2 separate regions of the Sus scrofa genome follow, and region 2 is linked to region 1. A link is a contact called in public HiChIP or PLAC-seq data. All regions are on one chromosome and are shown on one strand. The core of a region is the stretch at or near the end of the contact, and the rest is flanking DNA. Distances in the headings are between cores, read along the strand shown. Region 1 holds the start of DNM1L (dynamin-1-like protein). Region 2 overlaps FGD4 (FYVE, RhoGEF and PH domain-containing protein 4).

Region 1 (2,700 bases), core at 38-2,537:
TTTGTTCAAAGTATTTATTAAGTACCATGTGTCCTGCTGAACAAATCAAGCATGCCCTTCCCCGGGGCTACCGTGTATGGCTGTGCAGGTTAGGGGTACCTAAAGTTCTATTAACCACTGAAGCACAACTTCCACTACTGGAGGTGGTCCTTGCTCTAAAGGAGATTATATCTAGTGACTTTTAGGAAGTCTTGCATGAACTTTCACTTCCCCTTCGGGCTAGAAAAAGTATTTCATAATACCCAGTTAAAGCACTTAACCTATTTGTCTATAATGGCATCACCCTCTATTAGACTGTAAACTAAGAGGGTACTACGATTGGGAATATCCTGTTTGTCACCTTCCAGGGGCTACGGATGTATCAGTGAATTAAACAGTCAAAAGTCCTTGGTCTTTAGGAGCTAATAATCTAGAGGAGAGAGATAGTAAACAAGGTCAGTATGTAGCATATGTAGCATGTTAGATGGGGATACATGCTATGTAGAAAAATGAAGTGGGCAAGTAGTCTTTCTCCTCACCTACCTTGGGTCTTTGCTCCGATGTCACCTTTTTTTTTTTTTTTTTGAGAGAGGAAACTTCAAAGGTTTACAATAAATGAGAGATACCTGTTTTACAAGAAAAACATTTAGGAATAGAACAGAAGACACTTAGCAAACAGCCAGTAAGGCAGGTATCAGATCTCCACTTTGCTAAGAATCAGGCCACAGTGAATAAAGATTTATACAGAATATAGAGAATGAGAGCTCAGCCCTTCCCCTCTAAAACTCTGACACTTTCAGATTCTTTCTGAATACATTTCAACAAATATCCTGGAGAATCCTTGTGTTCCAACCTGGTCTGGGGTATCTGAGGCTAAGAGCTATTCTTTAAGCCTTTCAAATCCTCCCTCCCCCCAACACACACACACACACACACACACACACACACACACACACACACACACACACACACACACACGAAAAAGCATCCTTATTAGGAAAAGACGTGCTGGATAAACAAGAGACTCAGCTATACTTAGTACGTATTCGTGCCCGGAATTTTCACACCCATTTTGCTCCGAGGACAGGCATAAATATATCTCTTCCTGCCGACTCTCTGAGCCTAGCTCCCTAATCTTTTGACAGAAGTCAGCCAAGCATCCTGGCCCCAAGGGCCCTTCTCTCCCAGCTCAAGTCCCTCCAGCTTCGCGCAGCGTTCTGGAAGTTGTAGGCTCCAGCAGTCCTCCGTGATAGAACTACAACTCCCGGCAGCCTTTGTTTCTCTGCACCGCCCCCTTGGCGCATTGTCTGTCGGGAGGGGGCAGGTAGCTGGCGGGCGGGGTCCAATGGGTGCCGGCTCCGGAGGAGAGGGCGGAGGAGAGGAGGAAGGAGGACTCTGGGCCCCGGCCCCATTCATTGCCGCGGCCGGCCGGGCGGGGGTCCCGTGTTTTCCGAGTCATGGAGGCACTAATTCCTGTTATCAACAAGCTGCAGGACGTCTTCAACACTGTGGGCGCTGACATCATCCAGTTGCCTCAGATCGTAGTGGTGGGAACGCAGGTGAGGGACGAAGGCGGCCTCTGCCCAGGCCAGAACCTGGGGTACGGGCCTGGACGGGGCTGCGGCAGCGCTGGCTCCCAGGCTGGCCTTCGCGGCCTGTGCCGCCGCGCCTGGGCACCCGGGGCTGCAGTGCCCCAGGGCTTGGAGTCCAGGGCCTGGCCGGGAGGCGAGGGGCGGAGCCGGCGCGGCGGGTCCCGCGGGTCTCGGGGGCGGGATGGGGGAGGGACGGACCTGCAGGCGGAACTGGAGTCAGCGGGGACCGGGCGCGGCTTCGCCCGCGGGCCGCTGCTTCCAAGGGCACCTGGGGGACGCGCGGGGCACGCGAGGCCACATTGTGCACGCGGGACCTGGCAGTCCCTTGTGGTTTGGTTTCAGGGCGTTGGGGTATTTCCCTCCCTCAGGGGCTGTGGAGTCAGTTTTGGAACCGCGGGGCCCGGACCGAGAAGGCCGTTTGTGTGGCACCTGAGTGTTTTCTTGCAGTGTAATTCAGGTTTCCAGAAGCAGTTAAAAACAAACAAACAGAAAGACCCAAACCAACTTGTACTTGGAGTTTGTGGGTATTAGGAAGGGTTATCCCGTTTTTCTGCGTAGGCTGTGTGGTTTTTGTCTTCCATCTAAATTGAGCATCAAGGTTCTCTGGTCTTTTGATGTTGTTTTTCTTATAGATAGCACATTTTTACATGCAGAAATGTTGAGGAAATAAATGCTATTTCTAGAATGCCAGAGAAGTGTATGTTTCATTTTCTCTGCCTCCTGCTTTTCTTGGTTGAAGAGAAATCAACTATAGGCCGTTTTTATTGGGGAAACGCATTTTAAGAGCTTACTGTATTAAGTGCTTTCATTTTTTAATGATTTTTCTATTGGGAAGGGGACAGTTTCCTCTCTTTCTAGGAGGTGCATCGCTACATCTTGCTACAATTTAAAAATATACAGTATACATATTTTGAGAGGAAATTTAATGTTCAAAATATAATGGGGTATGTCCAGACACTGGAAACCTTGGAAACCATAGCCATCCTTTGTAAGGTGGCTGTGTGTGGGGGGTTTTTAGGTAGTTAAATAGTAGAAATTATTTCAGGAACAAATTTACTTCGTTGACATTCTGCTGAATCCTGCCTACACATTGTAGTCTTTATAAATTATTATAAATTATAAAGATGTT
Region 2 (2,700 bases), core at 122-2,621, 210 kb before region 1:
TGTCTATATCTCTAACCTAGTAGTTTTTTAAAAAGCTTTTATTTAATTGACAAGATCATAAGCATGTTTTTGACCAATATTTTGCTGGTAAATATCTTAAATTGACTAGACTTCAATTTAGAATCTCAGAAAATTCTTCTAGTGGTAACTTTATTTTTAATTCCTCAATTTTCTTGTTTCTAACAATGTATCTTGTGATTCTTTGTATTTTTTCTTCCTTTCTGGGTGAAGTAACAGAGAGTATTAAAGTCCTTTATGAAGGTTCTGGTGATCTAAATACTCTTTGGGGATGCTTTGACCTACTTAAAATGGCTCTTTGTGCTGAGAGCATATTTATCCCCAGGGTAACTCTGCTGCAGAATTGCCCTGTGTGAATGCATTGAAACTTCCCACTTGCAAAGTCTTTTATTACACAAGCACAATGAAGCAGCATGCTTCCAAAAAGAAGTGAGGAAGACTGCATTGTATTTGACTTCCTTGAATTAAGTTTTATTCGTCTCAGTTCTGCAGACTTTTTTAACAATAATATTTTGAACAAGAATTTCACTGTAGTAGTTGCTTGCACGTGTTCATTCTCATTATGTTTGTTGTGTTGAGAAACACCTTTATGCATTTTGTTTAGGACATTATACAGCTAGAGAAAATTAAACTTTATACTTAAAGGTTTTTTTTTTTTTTTTTTTTTTTGTCCTTTTGCCTTTTCTAGGGCCACTTCCCGCGGCATATGGAGGTTCCCGGGCTAAGGGTCTAATCAGAGCTGCAGCCGCCAGCCTACGCCAGAGCCACAGCAATACAGGATCCTAATCGTGTCTGCAACCCACACCACAGCTCACGGCCACGCCAGATCCTTAACCCACTGAGCAAGGCCAGGGATCGAACCTGCAACTTCATGGTTCCTAGTCAGATTCGTTAACCACTGTGCCACGACGGGAACTCCAGAGCTTTTTCTTCTATGTATATGGCTCTCTGCCTAAAATTTACTTTTAAGAGTATAGCAGTGTAGTCCTTTTAGACATTTAAGCTATCAAGAGTTGTGTTTAACTTACTACATACATTTTTAAATGTTTGTACTTATTAATATTTGATTTTTGTGATTGACAGTAGAATATCTTTGTCATTTGCTCTCTTTAGGATTTGCAGTAGATTTCTTTTGTGGTAGATTTTTCCCCTAGCTATTTCAGTTTTTTTAAGTGCAAGTAGATAACTACCTAGAAACTAGAAAGGGTCACTTAAAATAATAAAATTAAGTGGGGCATGTTCCATTTGGTTATTATCAAGATTCAAATTCAAAGATATGTGATGTTTGTTAAGATACTATGATGAATGTAGAGGTGTTTTTATATATGTTGGCCTCTAGGAGGCAGCCTGATCTAGTGTAAAATTTCTGGATACTGAATAAGGAAACTTGGTGTTTTGTCATTTGAAGAACTTTCCTGTATGAAAATATTTGCCCAATGAGTCATAAAGTTACATGATGGGAATGAACGAAATAACAGCTGATGGAGTCTTAAGGTGATTTTTGTGATTATGTGATTTCTCTTTGTGAATACTTAAAAAAGGAGAAGGAATTACAATCATAGCCTAATGATTGAGAAAATAAGGGAAATAATTTTAATGGATGGGTACTTTTCCATTTGCAGATCATAGTTCTCTTGTGTAAGTGTTCTGTGAGCGTTACTGTCATTAACAGTCAGTTCAAGGCTCTCTTATTTCTAGCTGGTGTTTTTGTTAAAGTTCTATGTAAGTGTTGGTTTAAATATAATTTGAATAATTATATTTAAATTAGCAAATGTTATAGCTCTCCTACAGTGATTATTAAAAGCTAACATTGGTTGAAATTTGGGAGGTACGTTATACCAATTGTTCATTGTAATTGGATACTTTTACATGTGATCAAATCAGTGACATGTGACTTGCTGGCTTTGGGAGAACAGGGATTGTGAATGTGTTGTATGAGGACAATGTATGAGCTGTAATCCTTTAGTCTATCTGTTTTCCTTCCTTTTCCTGTTTTCATGGCACCTGAATAATTGCTATTTAATGACTTGGCTGAGAGTATTACAGTAAAAGGATAATGCCCCTTGGTTCGGTTGGAGTTTACACTTTTAGGAAAATTTGTCCTCCTCAAAACTCAAAGGTAGGTTCAGAAGGCAAAGGAACTGGTGGGAGGATTTATTTACAACCTTATTTGTGAAACTGATACTGTTACTGTCATTAATGTAATTTTGGATCTGTTTCAACCAGAGCCTTATAAAGTTTAGTCATGCTCTTTTTTCTTTGAATGTGCTTAATCCAGAGTAGTCAAAAATTATACTGAGAGAATTGATAAATATTCAGAAAAATTAGAGTGCCATATATTCTAAAGAACATACTACTTCTTTTCCCACAAAGAATGGGGCCCTTTAAAATAAAAGTCTCTGTGAACAAATAATCTTGACATTTTCTTGTTTGAATGTTTTCTTGTTTAAATGGTCTGAGACTTCTGCCTTTGTGAGGACACAAAGGTCTTCAGCCAGCTAATGAGCTGGGCTGCTTCTGCTTAAAAAAAAAAAACAAATGAATAAATGTTCGTTGTTTCTACACTGACAGGGTGGTATTTGGGACAAAATGGAAATGGGAGAACATGAACTGGTGTAACCTGAATTCTGTGATGATCAGGCATGTACTTGATGAAGGAATTTAATTATTTGGAAAACTTTG

The links. HiChIP or PLAC-seq counts read pairs in DNA pulled down with a chosen protein or histone mark.
Region 2: a contact with region 1 is called in an H3K27ac HiChIP or PLAC-seq map of alveolar macrophages. The contact joins the enhancer-like site here to the promoter of DNM1L in region 1. A contact is called at or near these places in 5 of 5 promoter capture datasets (fetal liver, fetal skeletal muscle, liver and 1 more), 28 of 47 Hi-C or Micro-C datasets (adipocytes, adipose tissue, alveolar macrophages and 16 more) and 2 of 2 datasets of contacts at active chromatin or transcription factors (alveolar macrophages and skeletal muscle).

What each region holds. Positions count from the first base shown.
Region 1 is chr5:41,634,645-41,637,344 of Sscrofa11.1, reverse strand. It overlaps DNM1L (dynamin-1-like protein), which reads left to right and starts at 1,287. Exons shown (of 19, transcript XM_021092060.1): 1 at 1,287-1,538. The coding sequence starts at 1,437.
Region 2 is chr5:41,842,397-41,845,096 of Sscrofa11.1, reverse strand. All of the region lies in intron 1 of FGD4 (FYVE, RhoGEF and PH domain-containing protein 4), which reads left to right. Among named protein-coding and RNA genes, the nearest start is that of FGD4, 35 kb to the left of the region's middle. Within about 2 kb of position 1,371, at least 7 of the 83 cell types and tissues checked have an H3K27ac peak or open chromatin away from gene starts, as enhancers often do. A contact at or near this core is called in adipose tissue and alveolar macrophages, where this site is marked.